Linked DNA regions of Sus scrofa: region 1 is linked to region 2. The links are chromatin contacts, called in public promoter capture Hi-C maps. All regions are on one chromosome and are shown on one strand. The core of a region is the stretch at or near the end of the contact, and the rest is flanking DNA. Distances in the headings are between cores, read along the strand shown. Region 1 holds the start of RABGAP1L (rab GTPase-activating protein 1-like). Region 2 holds the start of SERPINC1 (serpin family C member 1).

The links. Promoter capture Hi-C pulls out the DNA fragments that hold promoters and counts their contacts.
Region 1: a promoter capture Hi-C map of liver shows a contact between it and region 2, with 4 times the contacts expected there. The contact joins the promoter of RABGAP1L here to the promoter of SERPINC1 in region 2. A contact is called at or near these places in 1 of 5 promoter capture datasets (liver) and 1 of 47 Hi-C or Micro-C datasets (liver).

Annotation. Positions count from the first base shown.
Region 1 is chr9:116,399,812-116,404,107 of Sscrofa11.1, reverse strand. RABGAP1L (rab GTPase-activating protein 1-like) reads right to left here and starts at 1,690. Exons shown (of 26, transcript XM_021102607.1): 1 at 1,498-1,690.
Region 2 is chr9:116,190,396-116,194,871 of Sscrofa11.1, reverse strand. SERPINC1 (serpin family C member 1) reads left to right here and starts at 1,772. Exons shown (of 7, transcript NM_001129958.1): 1 at 1,772-1,827; 2 at 4,089-4,458. The coding sequence starts at 1,787. All of the region lies in intron 1 of LOC110255512 (a long non-coding RNA gene), which reads right to left.

The sequences.
Region 1 (4,296 bases), core at 441-2,940, 210 kb before region 2:
CAAACCCACAACCTCATAGTTCCCAGTCGGATTCGTTAACCACTGAGCCACAAAGGGAACTCCAATAGAGACACGACTCTAACTCAAGAGTCTCAACTCACCCCCCCAACCACTGAGTGTTTAATATAATATGATGATAATGTATACATTAAATTTATCTGGTCTTTCTCCTTTGTAATTTCATTGTCAGTTTCACATAAGACTCTGTTGAGATAATGAATCACAGGCCAGTTTTCCAGTACTGGCAACTTGTGCACCAATATTTTCCATGGACAAAATCCACTTCCAATTTGCCCACAAGCAAACTTCATGTTTGTATCTTCTGACATCAGACTATTGGATATACTACAAAAGTGCAACAGAAGCCACACATAAACACTCATGAGAAAAGTCAGAAGGCTTTCGTGATAATTATGTTTTCAGAATTCTAACAGGCAACTACCTACTTCCCTCCATGTACAAGAAAATGTAAATGTATTTTTAAAAATCCCTTAAGTTTCCAGTACCAAACATTCAGACCCTGAAATCAGTTTCCAGACAGCACTGAAATCTGTCAGGCAAGCAAAAGTTCTCCTTACCATTAGCAATAATGAGGATGGCATTTCTCATTACTTACATGAAACCCTCAAGTCTGCAAGTGACCATCTAATTTTGGTACATTTCTAAGATAATCCTATCTGAGTGTACAAGGAGAATACACAAGCACCTGGACCCAGAAACAGACCCTGTCAGACCAGTCCCCTAACACCCGGCCACCTCCTGCTAGCCGGTGGCCCCTTTCCACATGCTGACGCACTGCCCAGCCCTGCACCGTTGGCGACCAGTGCAAAGTACTAGCCCAGTCTCAGAAACTTTGACTCAGTTATCAGGACACTGAGCACATACAACCTGGACAGGGGTTGTTTGACATGGCCAGGCGGTCAACTTTGAAGCGGGGCATTTCTTGCAGGTAGAGATCTGCCCAGGACGCAGCCCATCCCAGACTGCAAAACCACAAGCATCAACAGCAAGAGCGGAGCAAAGTGCCGCCGGGCGGAGACAGGCGGAGCGCGAGGGCGAGACCAGGTCAAGAACACATGTCTGAATGTGGGTAAGAAAATCCTAACCACTCGCCCCCGGACGTGGGGCTGCTGGGACTTCGAACCCGGCAGCAGCCACAGTGCAGCAGCGGGCGGCAGCGGCGGAGGCGGCGACAATGTCAGGAGGGCACAGCTGAAAGCGAGCACCCGTCACCACCCGCCCCAGGTGAGGGGCGCCGACCCAGCCTGCCGCCTGCCTGCTCGGGCCGCGGGGGGCGGCCACCGGGAGAACGGCGATGTCGGGGAAGCGACCGACAATCCTAAACCCTCCTCCCGAGTCCTCTCGCATCCCGTCCCGGGCCCGGCCCCCACCACAATCCTCCTCCGGCTCAGCCCCAGGGACAACACCCCCAGCCGGGCCGGCGGCTCCGGGCCGCCCGTCCGCCCACCGGCCCCTAGGAGGCCGCCCTCGCCTCACCTCCTCACGTCTCCGCGGACAGGGCCGGAACAACTCTACCAGGCGCTCGAGTCCCACCCGCCGCCCCGCGCTCTGCGGCCGGGCCCGTCCCGTTCACTCCACAGCCGCCGGAGCCCTAGGAGGGCGGAGGGAGTAAGGCGGAGGGAGCGGAGTGGGGAGGGGAGGAGGACCGCCCGGCAGGAAGAGGCGAGGGAGGGGCGGGCCGAGAAGGAGGAGGAGGGTCGGGAGCGCGCGCGTCCGGGCCCCTCGGCGCGGCGTGCGCGCTCCTGAGGGCAGAAGCACCTCCTCTGCTCAGGGCGGTGGGCGCGCATGCGCACACATGTCTCCGCCTGGCCGAGATTTCGCTGGTGCAGGGGAGAGAAGAGCTGGCAGACCTGGGTTGTTAGGGGTAGGGACCTGGAAAGCGGCAAGAGGCGCTCGCCGCGCTTCAGAGCCTTCCGGAGAGATAACTGCGCCCGTGAACCAGCCCGTGCTGGCTCGAGCCCCGAGCGACCTGGGCCGAGTTTCTGCCCAGAAGTTACTGAGCTCTTAGATAATTCTGAGTTTAAGGCAGTTGTGTTCTTGCTCATAAAGCCTGGTTTACAAATATTTTCAGTCTTAATGTCCCGTAATCCTCAGAGAAGTCAATTTAAAGAATGCTACCTTTTCTCACCAGTTTCTTGTCTTCGCCTCTTTCAGTGTCTTGTGTACTTAGGAAGCACCACCTTGCTGGTTCGTTTTGTGGGACTCCGGGGAGACTGAATAAGAAAATATCCTGCGAGTAAGGAACTGGAAACATGTATTTATGAAGAAAATGTACCCTCATTTGCACCTTTTTATCCTTTAGGGTAATAAATTGGGGGTACAAACTATTAAAGATAAAAATAAGCCAACTCGTTTTCATCTACTAGTATTTACTGATCCTTCAACTCTGAACATCCTCCTTCCTAGATCCTGCAGCCAGAAATGACCAGGAAATTTTCCAAATTTCCTCAGCACTTTGTTACTATACATTTGTGTCACCTAATATATTCAGCTTTCTCTAGGGAAATCTGTGCAAAATTTTCTCCCACTAGAGAATCTTTGAGAACCTGCTTCATTCATTTTTAATCTTCCATCATGCCTAGTATAGTGTCTGACCCATAGAAACTACTCCATAAATGTTATCATACACTGAAGCCAGAGTTAAGTGCAGGTCCAATGGTTTCCGTTCTAGAATGGCTTCTTTGGTTTAAAATTCTCCCTTTGTCCCACTTCATTTCTCCTGTACTCATTTCCCTACCTAAGTCCAAAAGCCACCCTGAGAAATGTGTCATTTGTCCAAAGAGCCTTCTCAAATTCTACACATGCACACACACACCTACCTTTTTCCTAATTTAAATGTCTGTAGATGCCAGGACATATCAAGAATATCACATCTATTTTGTGTTTCCCCCACCTTGCCAGAAAGTCCTTTAACCTCCTGAGAGTCTACCTAGCTCTGGACCTCAATAAATGCTAAACTTTTGATATTTAATAAAGTTAAGGTTAGAATAACTCAATTCATCTGTGTTTATTAATAAATAAGCCAACAAGTAGATTCTAAGTCTCTGCTAAATAAATTACTATTAAACTTAACTCTGGGCACCATAAGAAAGACAACAGATGAAAAAGACATAGTTTCTGCCTTCTGATACCTGCTAACTGAAAAAAGCTTTCTGGCAAAAAGGGCAACACTCTTGGGAGTTCCCGTCGTGGCTCGGTGGAAACCAATCTGACTAGTATCCATGAGGACGCAGGTTCAATCCCTGGCCTCCATCAGTGGGTTAGGGATCCGGCGTTGCTGAGATCTATGGTGTAGGTCACAGACATGGCTGTGGCTGTGGCATAGGCCGGCAGCTACAGCTCCAATTGGACCCCTGGCCTGGGAACCTCCACATGCTGAGGGAGTGTCTCTAAAAAGAGAAAAAAAAAAAAAGGAAAAGGGCAATACTCTTATAATTATCTACACTCAATAAGAACCTTAGCTCCCAGAAAAGGAAATATATGTTTAAATCATAAGTCCAAAATAAGTTTAGTGTTCCCAAAATTCAGTTCCATATGCCTTTGGCAGCAATAATAATATCCACCATTGGCTGTTGCCAGTTAATTCTATTAAAGCGGAGCATAATAGCTAAGTCACTACTATAGGATCATTGATGTGACAGCTTGCTACAAAAAAAAAAAAAAAAGAACTCTGTTCCAGGGCCACATGTTACACCTCTAATCTCCAGGGGTCATTCTGTAAACCTGACCTCGTCCTCATAATAGAACTTGGATAAGAGATGTCATAAGAGAACCTAAATAAGAGACAGTGAAGGTGATTTGGTACAAGCTCATCCTCACAACCAGGAAAACAGTTCTAAGTACAGGCCAAAGAACTACGAACAAAGCATTCTTCATATAATGTGCGCTGCTCACGTCTCTCGCCTCTGTGACTTTCTTAGCATTAAGTATATGCTAGCAGTGCTGATCCATGAAAGGGCTGCAGCTCTCACTTTGAGGGGAAGTGTTATAAAATGTTCTAGCATGATTCATAACATGACAGAAACTGGTGGCCTAGATCCAGATCTAACCCATAAACACATTTAATTTGACCTGCATGGTGCATAAAAAATTAGCCAAGTTAAAAACCAGAGGATTTCACATGCTTTTCAGGCTTCTTTCTAAAAAGCAGAAGATCTGGTAACAGTGGGCTTACATTTTCACATGGTGACAGTAAGCTACAGGACATGCATTCTCTCTTTTCCCAAAGTCTATACATTCCTTATTGTACCCTATACTACCCTGTTTCCTTCATGT
Region 2 (4,476 bases), core at 523-3,022:
TAGCATTGATTGGGATACTTATCTCCATGCCTGGGGTCTATGAAGCGAGGAGCTCCTTGAGAGCAAAGTCATCTTTATATCCTCAAGTATTTATTAAATGTTTCCTAATTAAATGATCATATGGTTCAATGAATGAATGAAAAAAAAAATTCAACCCAACCCCTGATGTACAGTTCTTCACTACCTGGCCAGGTGGTATCTGCACCTCTATCTCTTTCCCCACAGGTGTTCACCAGACCTCCTTTACACCTTGTTCAGGGTCCCCTCATCTGCTTTCCTGAAGGTCAAGGCGCAAGTCTCACAACTTTTTCAAGCTGGAATAATAGGTCTGAACTGCATATTCTCACTCCAAGATCTTTGTATTTCCTATTTCTTCTACATGGAAAGCTTTTCCTGAGATATTTATGTGGCTCCCTCCCTCATTTTCTCCTGATCCCTTAATGTCAATTCATTAAGGAGGCTTTTCCTAACCCCTCCCCCCCCTTGTTTTGGCCACATCTCCATAGTATGTGGAAGTTCCTGGGCCAAGGTCAGGGATTGAACCCAAGCCCCACCAGGCTCTTAACTGCTAGGCCTCCAGGGAACTCCCTGCCACCCCTTTCTAAAACAGTAACCTTTTTACCACCTCCCATCACTTTCTTTTCCCTTGCCCTGTTGTATTTTTCTCTGTGGCTCTTGTTAACAACTCACTGATGTGTTACAGATTTTACATATATATTTAAATTATATATACACACACACACACACACACACACACACACACACACACACACACACACACACACACACACACACACACACACACACATATATATAAAATCACTGCTTCATGTCTTTCTGACTGGAGCTCCCAGCCCCTAGAACAGTGCGTGCTGACTCAGGTAATACTCTTGTGACTGCAGAACACAAGTGGTTGGACAGGAAACTTTACAATTGTCCTTAATCCAGAGTGACAAGGAGCCTCTGACCATTCTGGGGCTTTTTAGGACTGTTCCTCCTAACTGTTCGTACTGTACATGAGGCCCTCAAGGTATCCAGGGTCTAAATAAGCTAAGAACTTAGACAGAACTTCAGTCCAGGTAGAAGTTTCCTGTCTAATGAGTAGAGAAACTCTTTAGAACTCCTATGACTATACCATCTTCAAGGAGTCTCTAATCATAGAGAAGGCACCATACGTGTATCCTGTGAATACAGTTGCGACAATCCTTGTGATACTGTTTTTGGCTATTTAGGAAGATGGAAATAAAAATAACTCTGATTTTTATTTCCATTAGTTTGAATTCCCTTCACCTCCCCAATAACCAAATAAGTAAATATAACAGCAAACATTTAAAAATGTAATGCATTCTGTTTGCTTATTTATAGAGAAAATACACTATTTTCTACCTCCTGGTTTAGTTAACCATGAAAAAAATTTCCTACAGACCAAGTTCTCCTCAGTTAGGTATTTTTTAAGTTTGAATTTGTGAACATGTCCTCCTTTTGCTTTTCTATAAAGATGAACAGGAGAGTGACAGAGTCTTGAGTAAGAAAGGTAGGCCTTTTTTCTCTGGACCTGACTGAACTTTAAAACTTCTCTACTTATTAAACAACACTGGGTGCACACTTTGCTTAACCCCAGGAGCTGGTCATCAGCCTTTGACCTCAGTTCTCCCCTCCTCACCAGCTCCTTCCCCCACCTGAGCCTCTGGAACCTCAGTCAGATTTAGATGAAAGAACCAGTTCAGAGGGATTGCCTCAGACCACACTATCTCCACTCGCCCAGACCTGTGGAAGATTAGCGACCATGTTTTCCAGTGGGATAGGAACTGTAGCTGCTAGAAAAAGGTAAGAGGGGTGAGCTTTCCTTTTGCATGCCCTCAGTGGGTTTTCTGACCTCTAGGGACTCATCAGGATGACCTCGACACCTTTGAGACCAGGCCCTCTCCCTGGTAGTTATAATCAAAGACTTGTTTGCAAGACGTCATTCCAACCACCCTCCCTCCCATCCCCCTCTTGGGTAAGGCCTTTCTCTAAGCCACACCTTGGATTCTTAACCCAAGAAACAAAAGGGATGTCTTCCCTCGTACAAAGATGCTGCATCAGTGCCAGCCCTCACAGCAGTCCAGGAGATACTCTAAGGGGAACTCCTGGGCCTGCCATACATCTGAAAAGAAGGCAAATTTAATCTGTTAGGGCCTCCTAACTCCCTTTTTGCTCCTCCTCCCACTTGATTCCCCCTTGCCTGCCCTGTCTCCCCCCATTCCCATCACCACCACCCCCGCCCCCACCCAAGGTCTCAGTGACCTTAGACAAAGAGCTGCAGCCCTCAACACCAGGCACCTTCCCTTCTTGATCTTTTTACAGGAAGCTAGAAATGAGTCTGTGGCTTGACCACCTTGGTATTTCTGTGTGGTTAACAGAGCTCCCAGGGCCCCTTCGGCCTCCACTTGTATTTCCACATGTAGCTGAGGGACAAAATGGGAAACACAGACAAGCAGCTGGAGAGAGGAATGGCAAAGTTCTCTCTGCTCCATCACCCTGCCTTCCATAGCTCCCTCAGTGCCTCCACTCTCCCACTCTGTGCTTCTGTTCTTAAAAGGGCCACAGAGTTGAGCTCAGATCATGCAAGACATCAAGTACCTCCTAGCTTCCAGCCACACTTGCCCAGCAGACCACACTTGCCCAACAGACCACCTTGGACAGTCCTTCCAGCACTACATGCCTGTCTTTTTCTGCCATGGGAAGATTGAGAAGATTCAGTGCCCACATTCACCCTCCCTTCTCTAGACCTAGGGGCCCCAAGTCAGGCGGAGAAGCTCCTGGCCCCTTCATGTCTCATCTACAAAAATACTACAAGAGAGTAGTATTTATCTTTTGGTTTACTTAATTGGGTGTCTCAATTCCCCTAGTGTGTCAATCTCATGATCTTATTTTTTAAAAAGTGAGATGAGTTTCACTTATCTTAGCACAAGTTGGATTAAAATTTCCAGGCATCAGAAAATGATAAAGGCCTGAACTAAAGCAGTGAGAGAGCCAGGACACAGAGTGCATAGAATCTAGGGTCCGACTAATGAGAAAGGTGAGAGGAGGAGTGCTGGGTGGCTATCAGATTTCTGGATTGGATGACAGGGTACCTGAGGGTCTGTCTGCTGAATTGGGGGACACAAAAGGAGATGTGTGGGTGAGGATTGTGAGTTTAGTTTGCTCATATTTCACTAGGGAACCTGCAGGACCTCCAGGTTGAACTGTCCAGGAAACAATCAGTCTGGCGTTCAGTGGAAGGGTTAGAGCTAGAGATTTGGGCATTTTCAGTACACAGATTGTGCTTTTGCCCCATTTATTCCTTTTTAGCCCTCTTGTGTTGCTGAAATCCCTCTACTATATCAGTCAAAATCCCCCAATCCTTTAACATCCAGATTAAAAGCCATCCATTTCTGAGGTCTCCCCTAAACAGCTTCTGTTAATGGCTCCTCCAACTGCCCTAAGTATACATTAGACACTAAAATTCCCTGCCATTTTTCACATGTGCACGGTCCATCTCACCAATTGGAAGCTTTGCATTCTTTATTTCTCTCAGCATGAGGCCTTGGGCACACAATATTTCTTTTTTTCTATGGCTGTACCTGTGGCATACAGAAATTCCTGATCTAGGGGTTAAATCAGAGGTACAGCTGCCGGCCTATGTCACCGCCACAGCAACACCAGATCCGAGCTGCATCTGTGACCTACACCACAGCTTGCATCAATGCTGGATCCTTAACCCACTGAGCAAGGTCAGAGATTGAACCTACATCCTCACAGACACTATGTTGGGTTCTTAACCTGCTGAGCCACAGCAGGAACTACACAATACTTCTAATAACATCAGTTGCTTCAATAGTTGACTCTAATTTCAACATAACTATGTCCAGGTAACTGGAACTATCCACTTGTAGGAATACAGGACTGGACTTGTCCTGGACTCTCTTTCTTTTCAAAGGTTTTGGCCATCTTCCTGGCCATGCCGGGTTGGGTGGTAGTCTGTGCTTTACTGGTGCAAAATTGTGGTGGGCTGTGGGCGAGGGGACTTCTCAACCTAGCTTAACTCAACCTTCTGTCCCCTGTAGGAGGGAGTGTCTTCTCTCCTTGCTGATTATTGGCCTCTGGGGCTGTGTGACCTGTCATTGGAGCCCTGTGGAGGACATCTGCACAGCCAAGCCTCGGGACATTCCCGTGAATCCCATGTGCATTTACCGTTCCCCAGAGAAGAAGGCCACTGAGGGCGAGGGCTCAGAGCAGAAGATCCCTGAGGCCACCAACCGGCGGGTCTGGGAACTGTCCAAGGCCAATTCCCACTTTGCCACCATCTTCTATCAGCACTTGGCAGACTCCAAGAATGACAATGACAACATTTTCCTGTCACCCCTGAGTATCTCCACAGCTTTTGCTATGACCAAGCTGGGTGCCTGTGACAACACCCTCAAGCAGCTGATGGAGGTACGACCCAGTGCCCTT